Linked DNA regions of Gasterosteus aculeatus: region 2 is linked to region 1. Evidence: chromatin contacts called from public Hi-C data. All regions are on one chromosome and are shown on one strand. Each heading gives the region's core, a stretch centred on a gene start, on an enhancer-like site or on the middle of the called end of the contact. The rest is flanking DNA. Distances are from core to core; before and after follow the strand shown. Region 1 overlaps chl1b (cell adhesion molecule L1-like b). Region 2 has its middle 7.2 kb from the start of chl1b.

What was found. A called contact is a pair of places that touch in the nucleus more often than the background predicts.
Region 2: a Hi-C map of skeletal muscle shows a contact between it and region 1, with 5 times the contacts expected there. The contact joins two enhancer-like sites. A contact is called at or near these places in 4 of 6 Hi-C or Micro-C datasets (skeletal muscle, tail fin and whole body).

The regions. Positions count from the first base shown.
Region 1 is chr17:20,581,301-20,584,479 of fGasAcu3.hap1.1, forward strand. It overlaps chl1b (cell adhesion molecule L1-like b), which reads right to left. Exons shown (of 26, transcript XM_078092524.1): 4 at 2,325-2,433; 5 at 1,972-2,162; 6 at 1,371-1,493; 7 at 496-666; 8 at 64-175. Among protein-coding and RNA genes, the nearest start is that of chl1b, 33 kb to the right of the region's middle. Within about 2 kb of position 1,626, at least 2 of the 9 cell types and tissues checked have open chromatin away from gene starts, as enhancers often do.
Region 2 is chr17:20,622,027-20,625,205 of fGasAcu3.hap1.1, forward strand. No RefSeq gene overlaps it. Among protein-coding and RNA genes, the nearest start is that of chl1b, 7.2 kb to the left of the region's middle. Within about 2 kb of position 1,690, at least 1 of the 9 cell types and tissues checked has open chromatin away from gene starts, as enhancers often do.

The DNA of each region.
Region 1 (3,179 bases), core at 376-2,875:
AAGGGGGCGAGCGGTGAGCGGGATGCCGACTAAACGTTAGACGTGAGAGGTTTAGTTACTCACAATCCCTCAGCAATACACTCCCATTCCAAGTCGTCTCCTTTGACCAGATGTGTCTCTGATCTGACACCAGGGGGCGTCAGAAGAGAGGGTCTTCTGTCGAGGATTGCATTGGCTGAGGGACACAGCAGAGAATTAGACGCTAAAGACTCTTTATCTTACACATTTATATGCGCACACATCTGGTTATAGATGATGGACACCTGTGTTTTACTTTTAAAAACTCACCAGTTTCTGGATTCATGCCACTTTTTTCTGAAATGGAGGTGGATGAGACATAAAAAGACGATGAACACGAGGACAACGTGGATCAATGAGACACATCAAAGAAAAACCACAACATAAAAAATCAAGGAGATGCGACGGCGTGACGTGTTCGCGGGTGCTGATGTGACCCGTGGTGGTGGTGGGGGGGGGGGATGAAGGGACACCTACTCGTCTTCACGACGACGGACATGGCGTTCTTCTGAACGATGGTGCGTATCTTGGAGAAGGCGGCGAAGCAGCAGTAGTCCCTCCTGCTGTCCTTCTCCACGGCGTGGGAGAAGTAGAGGTCTCCGTTCAGGCCCATGGAGACCCGCTCGTCCTGCTCGATGTGCTGCAGGTCTGAGCACAGAAAAGGGGCGGGGCTTACACACCTGACGCAGGCGCCCTCGTGCTCCACGGTACATTATTTATGTATTCTGTACAACTGTATACTTCTACTCCTCCCTGTACTACCACAACTAGATTTACTACTTTTTATGTCACACACCAAATTGTTATATTAATAGCTAATTAAATATGCTGTATTTCACATGGTAAACCAAGATTCGACAAATAAAACGAGCAGAAATGTGTATTTGAATGGTCTCAGCCCCAGCATGTATCTTGTGGAGCGGGTGGCACGGATAGAAGTAACTGGTGAGGACTTGTGTGCATATAAAGTAGTTAGAACAAGGTGACTGACCGAGCATCAGATCAGAGGTTAACGGGCTTAATCAAGAGATATCAACAGGTCATTGTCCTTCAAGGACATCTTCATTAAGTTGTAATCACATTTAATTGCTCATTATCTCTGGTATATTTAGGGTTAGTGTGTTTGTGTGGCAAATGATGTGATGTTAATTGTGAGTGGTTCTTATGTTGTGTTATTGTTTCTTGCATGCAGCCTTACGTGTGTGCAAAGTGAAGATAGATGTCAAGGGGTGAGGAGAACGTATCCCGTAGAAAACATTCCGTCGGTTGTAATGATAAGGTGTATGGTTACAAAAACAAATTTGTATTTTGAACTAACTTGTACACAACATCCCCGTTATAGTATGACTCACTGATAGTCATCCAGTAGATCTGGAGGGGAGGGATTCCTTTCGGTGGGTCACACTGCAAAACAAAAGCCTGGCCTTCCTCCACCACGACGGGTTCAAGTGTTTCTTTTGGAAACTTCGGAACATCTTGAAGAAAAAAGAGAAAAAGCCAGACGGGAATAAATTAAATATTGGACGCAGTTCTCTTCTCCTCCAGGAGATGGCAGTGGCATCATTCAGGGATCCACTGGGACGAGCCGTCTTTCCCTTTGACACATTCTTTCACTTGTTGACCTGCAGAAACACGTCACTGCCACTATCGTGTGTGGCGTCTCGGCGGAGCTCGCGGAGTGGATTCTCTTTGAGAATTCATCCGCTGTGTTCAGGGGGGAGAAGCAAATGATGGAGATGCTGAATCATACTCAAACATGCTTTTTTTTTAATCCAATGTAGGTGGGAGGAGAGCTCGGGGGGCCTCAGTGACTTTCTGCATGGTCCAACACAATGAGAGGTTCACAATGGAGAGGTGCAGTCATTACACACGTCTGCTGGCCCTGAATCAATCTGAAAGCCCTGTAACAGAGCACCACACACACACACACACACACAGATGCATGTTACTCACTGGGCACAATGAACTCAATCTCCTTCGATATGGCGGTCCCCATTCTGTTTGAGGCGTAACAGCGATAGGTTCCCTGGTACTCTGTAAGGTTCCCATTATTGGGTATCACAAAGGTCCCAGAATTCTCCTCTTTCATCAGGCGGGGGTCCAGCAAGGGGTCGAATTCCTGGCCATTCTTCATCCATGTGAATCTACATAAAGAAAGGCGGTATTGAAAGGTCAAGTCCCTCAGCTAAGGGCAACTCCTTTTCCAACCCAAACCAAATGCAGCACGTTGATGGTAAGCGGCTGCCGCTGTTGTGGTTTGCGGCTGCTGTGTGTCTGCCTCTCCGTCCACGAGGCCGGGTACTCACTCTGGCTTGGGGTTCCCTTTGGCTTCACACGTCACGGGGAAGCTCTCGTCAAACGGGAAGGCGATGAGGGGGCTGGGCGACTGCGCCGTGATGGTGGGCAGCTGCTCAACTTGGGGACACAAAAACAAGGGAGGCAATGTGAGGGACACGACCCGGGCCCACATGCAGAGCATCAGACTACGGCCAGTGGTTCCCAACCTTTTGGGCTTGTGACACCCGTCTTCTAATGAGAACATCTTCCAAGTAAGTAACTTCTACTTTTGGGTGGGTGTGTCTGCGGTGTTTTAGGGAGTAAGTCTCTCAAAGCGATTTTAATTATATTATGATCACTTCGATTCTTCTCGGGTCCCCTCTGGGTGGTCTTAACCCCAAGGTTCAGGGGCCCCCACTGTCTCAGAATGGGCCTTTTGGGGGAGAAGGGGGAATAACCAACACGGTAAGCATGATGGAGTCCAGTACAATATAAGTCTGATATATCGCTGTTCTCTCAAAGTGTCTTTTACGCATCAAGTAAATGAATCCAAAATAAAGCAGCCAGCAAACCACAACCCAAAGTTACAGGCGCGTGCTGCCAACTTCTGTCCCGCCCGCTACGTGTGCGATGCCAGTTGGGGAGCCGAATAAAAAGCCCAAAACAGTCGGCGCGCGAGCGCTGAAGCTGTGATCCCGATATCACTGCGGCTTCCCAGCGGAGCGTTCAGGCCCAGTGGAAACAATGCGGCTTAGCTGGCTGATCCGCCCAAAGCCGCCGGCGGATGAGAGGGGCAGCGGGACACGGCAAGGAGTCAAAGATGTGGACGTTCAACACTTGTTTGATATGGTGATTTTCCCATGGGTGCTGGCTAAAACCTCCAC
Region 2 (3,179 bases), core at 440-2,939, 41 kb after region 1:
CACCTGGGAAATATAAACACCCAATGCATCGGATCACAATCGCTGACTGCACCTTTTTCTGACACAATTCAAGCACCGAGCCGAGAGCTGAGCTCCCGGGCCTGAATTCCACCAGCGTAGTAGTTTGTCTTCACGCTGTGCGACAGGAGGAGAGAAGTGCCGAGAGGGGCCAGAGTTACCGCGCTCCTCTCGCTAAGGAATTCCCTCGTAGATAATGAAATCTCCCTGTGGTTGGATGCAACTCAATGAGTGTGTGATCATGCAAATGATGGCCTTTCCGCCTGTGCTCGGGCGGGTAGGTCGACCCGGCGTGGTCGTGTCACATCCACGGGAAACACAAGCTCACGTTCACGCGCACGTTTTTGTATCTCGCTTGAACTGACGCTGAGGACAAAACAACATCAGCGGCGTTCGTGGCGAGGAAGATGTCACACGGCAGCCGTGCTGCAGAGGGGAGACGTCTGGTCCGGCCGCCGGCTGTGTGAGCGTTTGAAGGTGTGACGCCGTGTTTGGTTTGCGGCTGCACTCGGCTCCCAGGGGAGCTGCATAAGGAGGTAATAGAATTGGGCCCTCGGGATAACTGGGGTGTTATTTTGTCCGTTTCAATTAAATGTCCGCGGGAGTCCTGTGGGAGGGGGGGGGTTTGGTAATAACCAGCAAAGTGGCTACAAAGGAGTCTCCCAATAGATCAATAAGTCTAGATCCATCTAATCAGGACTAAAGTCCGGATGCTAATTGTACAAAGGAACAAATTAAAAACAATAGAGAATAATCCTTCCCGTTTGCTCCAGTGTTTTCACACTTTTCCTTTCATATGTGGAGCTTTAAGCGGAGTGAAAATTCACACCCCCTTGAGAAAAAAAGAACCTGCAATCACACGGAGCGGCCTTTGTGGTGTGTGCATACATTTGCATACGATATTGCATTCTGTTTAATCAGCTGACATTTTCCTATAGTGGCTGAAACATATAAACTTGGCAATGAGAAGATATTACATCAGTTTTCTTTTGACCTTGACCCCGACTTTAGCTCACAGACTAATCCAAAACCCGGTCGGTGTTATATGACATTTTCCGTTAGCTATTTAAAATAAGCCAGCATCAAGATGCATATTTATTCTGTATGTTAATGTGGTGTTATGATCCACCTATTTAACAGTCAGCTGTGGAGCACAAGGCTCCTTCAGCTTTAGAATAAACAGTGTTCGTTCTGACACTTTCATTCGGATTTTGGTTTCTGAATAGTTCATGTCAAATTTCCATTCACTTCAAGGGGAAATGTTCTTCTTGTCAAGTCATGATTCTGAGTGCATCCTGATTGGCTTTTAACTCATATAAGAACTAAAAAAAACAAGATATCTTTAATTCAGATGTTTTTTCAGTCATCTTTTTAAGGTTGCCAGTCAGCTCCCAACCTAAACATATATCCATAAATATGCAACTTTACAGCGCTGGCTGGAATCTTTTTAAAGGCCTGCGTGCCAGAGTTAAAAAAAGTTGCGTGAAATCTGCTCTTTGTAAAGTAGGGGTTTGCTCTGATGTAAACCCGTGGAAGCCCAGTGGAGCGAATCCCCAAACAAACCCTGACTTTGTTTAAATGAGCAAAACGTCTGCGCTGTGTTTTCCACATTTCCCTCCATGTTCCCGCACAGCCTGCTTGCTACAGGACGGCACATCCTGGATCATGTTACCCGTCTGATGTGGACATGATCTGATCTATGGGGAGGGGGGGGGGGTCAGTGGGATCCACAGAGGCACCGTCAGGAGGCCCAGCAGCTGTGATTCAGGACTAGTTCGTGTCACTTTGACAGAGAACAGACAGGGCCATGTTGTTGTCAGCGGGGAGCCAGACACTCCGACAAGCCCCCCCTCCCCCCGCTCTCTAATAATGGCCTCAGCTCCGTTGCTCCCCCAATCCCTCCGAGTCATTAATACCCCTGCTCCTGGGAGATAGAATCTCCGTGATCACGTGTTGCATCGATTAAAACCCTCCTTGTTCCTGTAACGACATTATTACATCATCGATGGATTATTAGGGGAAGGAAAGAGTGTAACAACCAAAAAAAAACTTTCCCCTCCCTGGCCTCCTGCGTGTAGGCTTTGAGAAGAGGCGGCTGGTTTAGTTGCCATGGAGATGGAGGCTACGTGGAATTTACTAAAGTCAATTAGCGATCCGCCTGAATCTCATTAACTGGTCTCTGGCAGCGGCGAGAGGTAAGAGTTTGGTTATTTCTTCCTACACGCATTCACGGACGTCTTGCCCCGTGGTCTCGGTCTGGCGAGGGGCCGCCAGTTAACATCTCGTGCATCTGTGGTCTCCATTGTGGACCTCAAATGAGGCACAATCTGGATGGACCACATGTTTATTGCCGCTGGCTTTGTTGAACGGTCACAAAAGGCCTCGCTGATAAAGCTGGTCGGTGCAACAAAGTCCTCAAAAGACACACACACACACACACACACACACACACACACGCACCATTAACCCGCCGAGATTTGCATCAGGCTCCAAAAAACACTCCCAAGAAGTTGCTTGCTTCTCTGTCTCCGAGGATCAAGGGTGGAGCACGAGCCCCTCCACCGACCCCCACCCTCTCAGATCCCCAGACAGACTTCCAAACAGCGCCGACGAAGAGCAACATGGAGTCACCAGAGCTCACCATCTCCAGCACAGGACGCATCGCGCCGCTTATCGGATGACGAGCGAGCGGGAAAACGTTAACGTCCGTCATCGGCGCCGTGACCGGTTCCCATTGTGGGACGCCGTGACGCCAGAGTCGCAGGCAGCTGCTTCCCGTCATCGGCCCTGGCGGGCGGATGACATCAGCGTGGCCTCGGGCAGCACTGGGGATGAGGCATCTCGTCCTCCTCGAGCACATATAAAAGAGGGCTTTGATGGTATCATCTCTGAGCCGTGCCCCCCCCCCCCCATACACGCACACGCATACACGCACACGCATACACTGTCACTGTCACACGACAGGAGACTTCCATTTCCCAGTAATTGAGTTTCTGTCTCGCCCCTTTGTGTTGAGATGAAGATCTGATGAAGTGCCCCCCCCCCCCCTCTTCTACTCCGGGTAGAATACCGCTCCCCTTCCCGCCTGTTCGTGTCTACTTATTTCCCCCTTCAGTACACATAATGAATATTTATGACAAAACGTAAGAGGCAACGTTTGT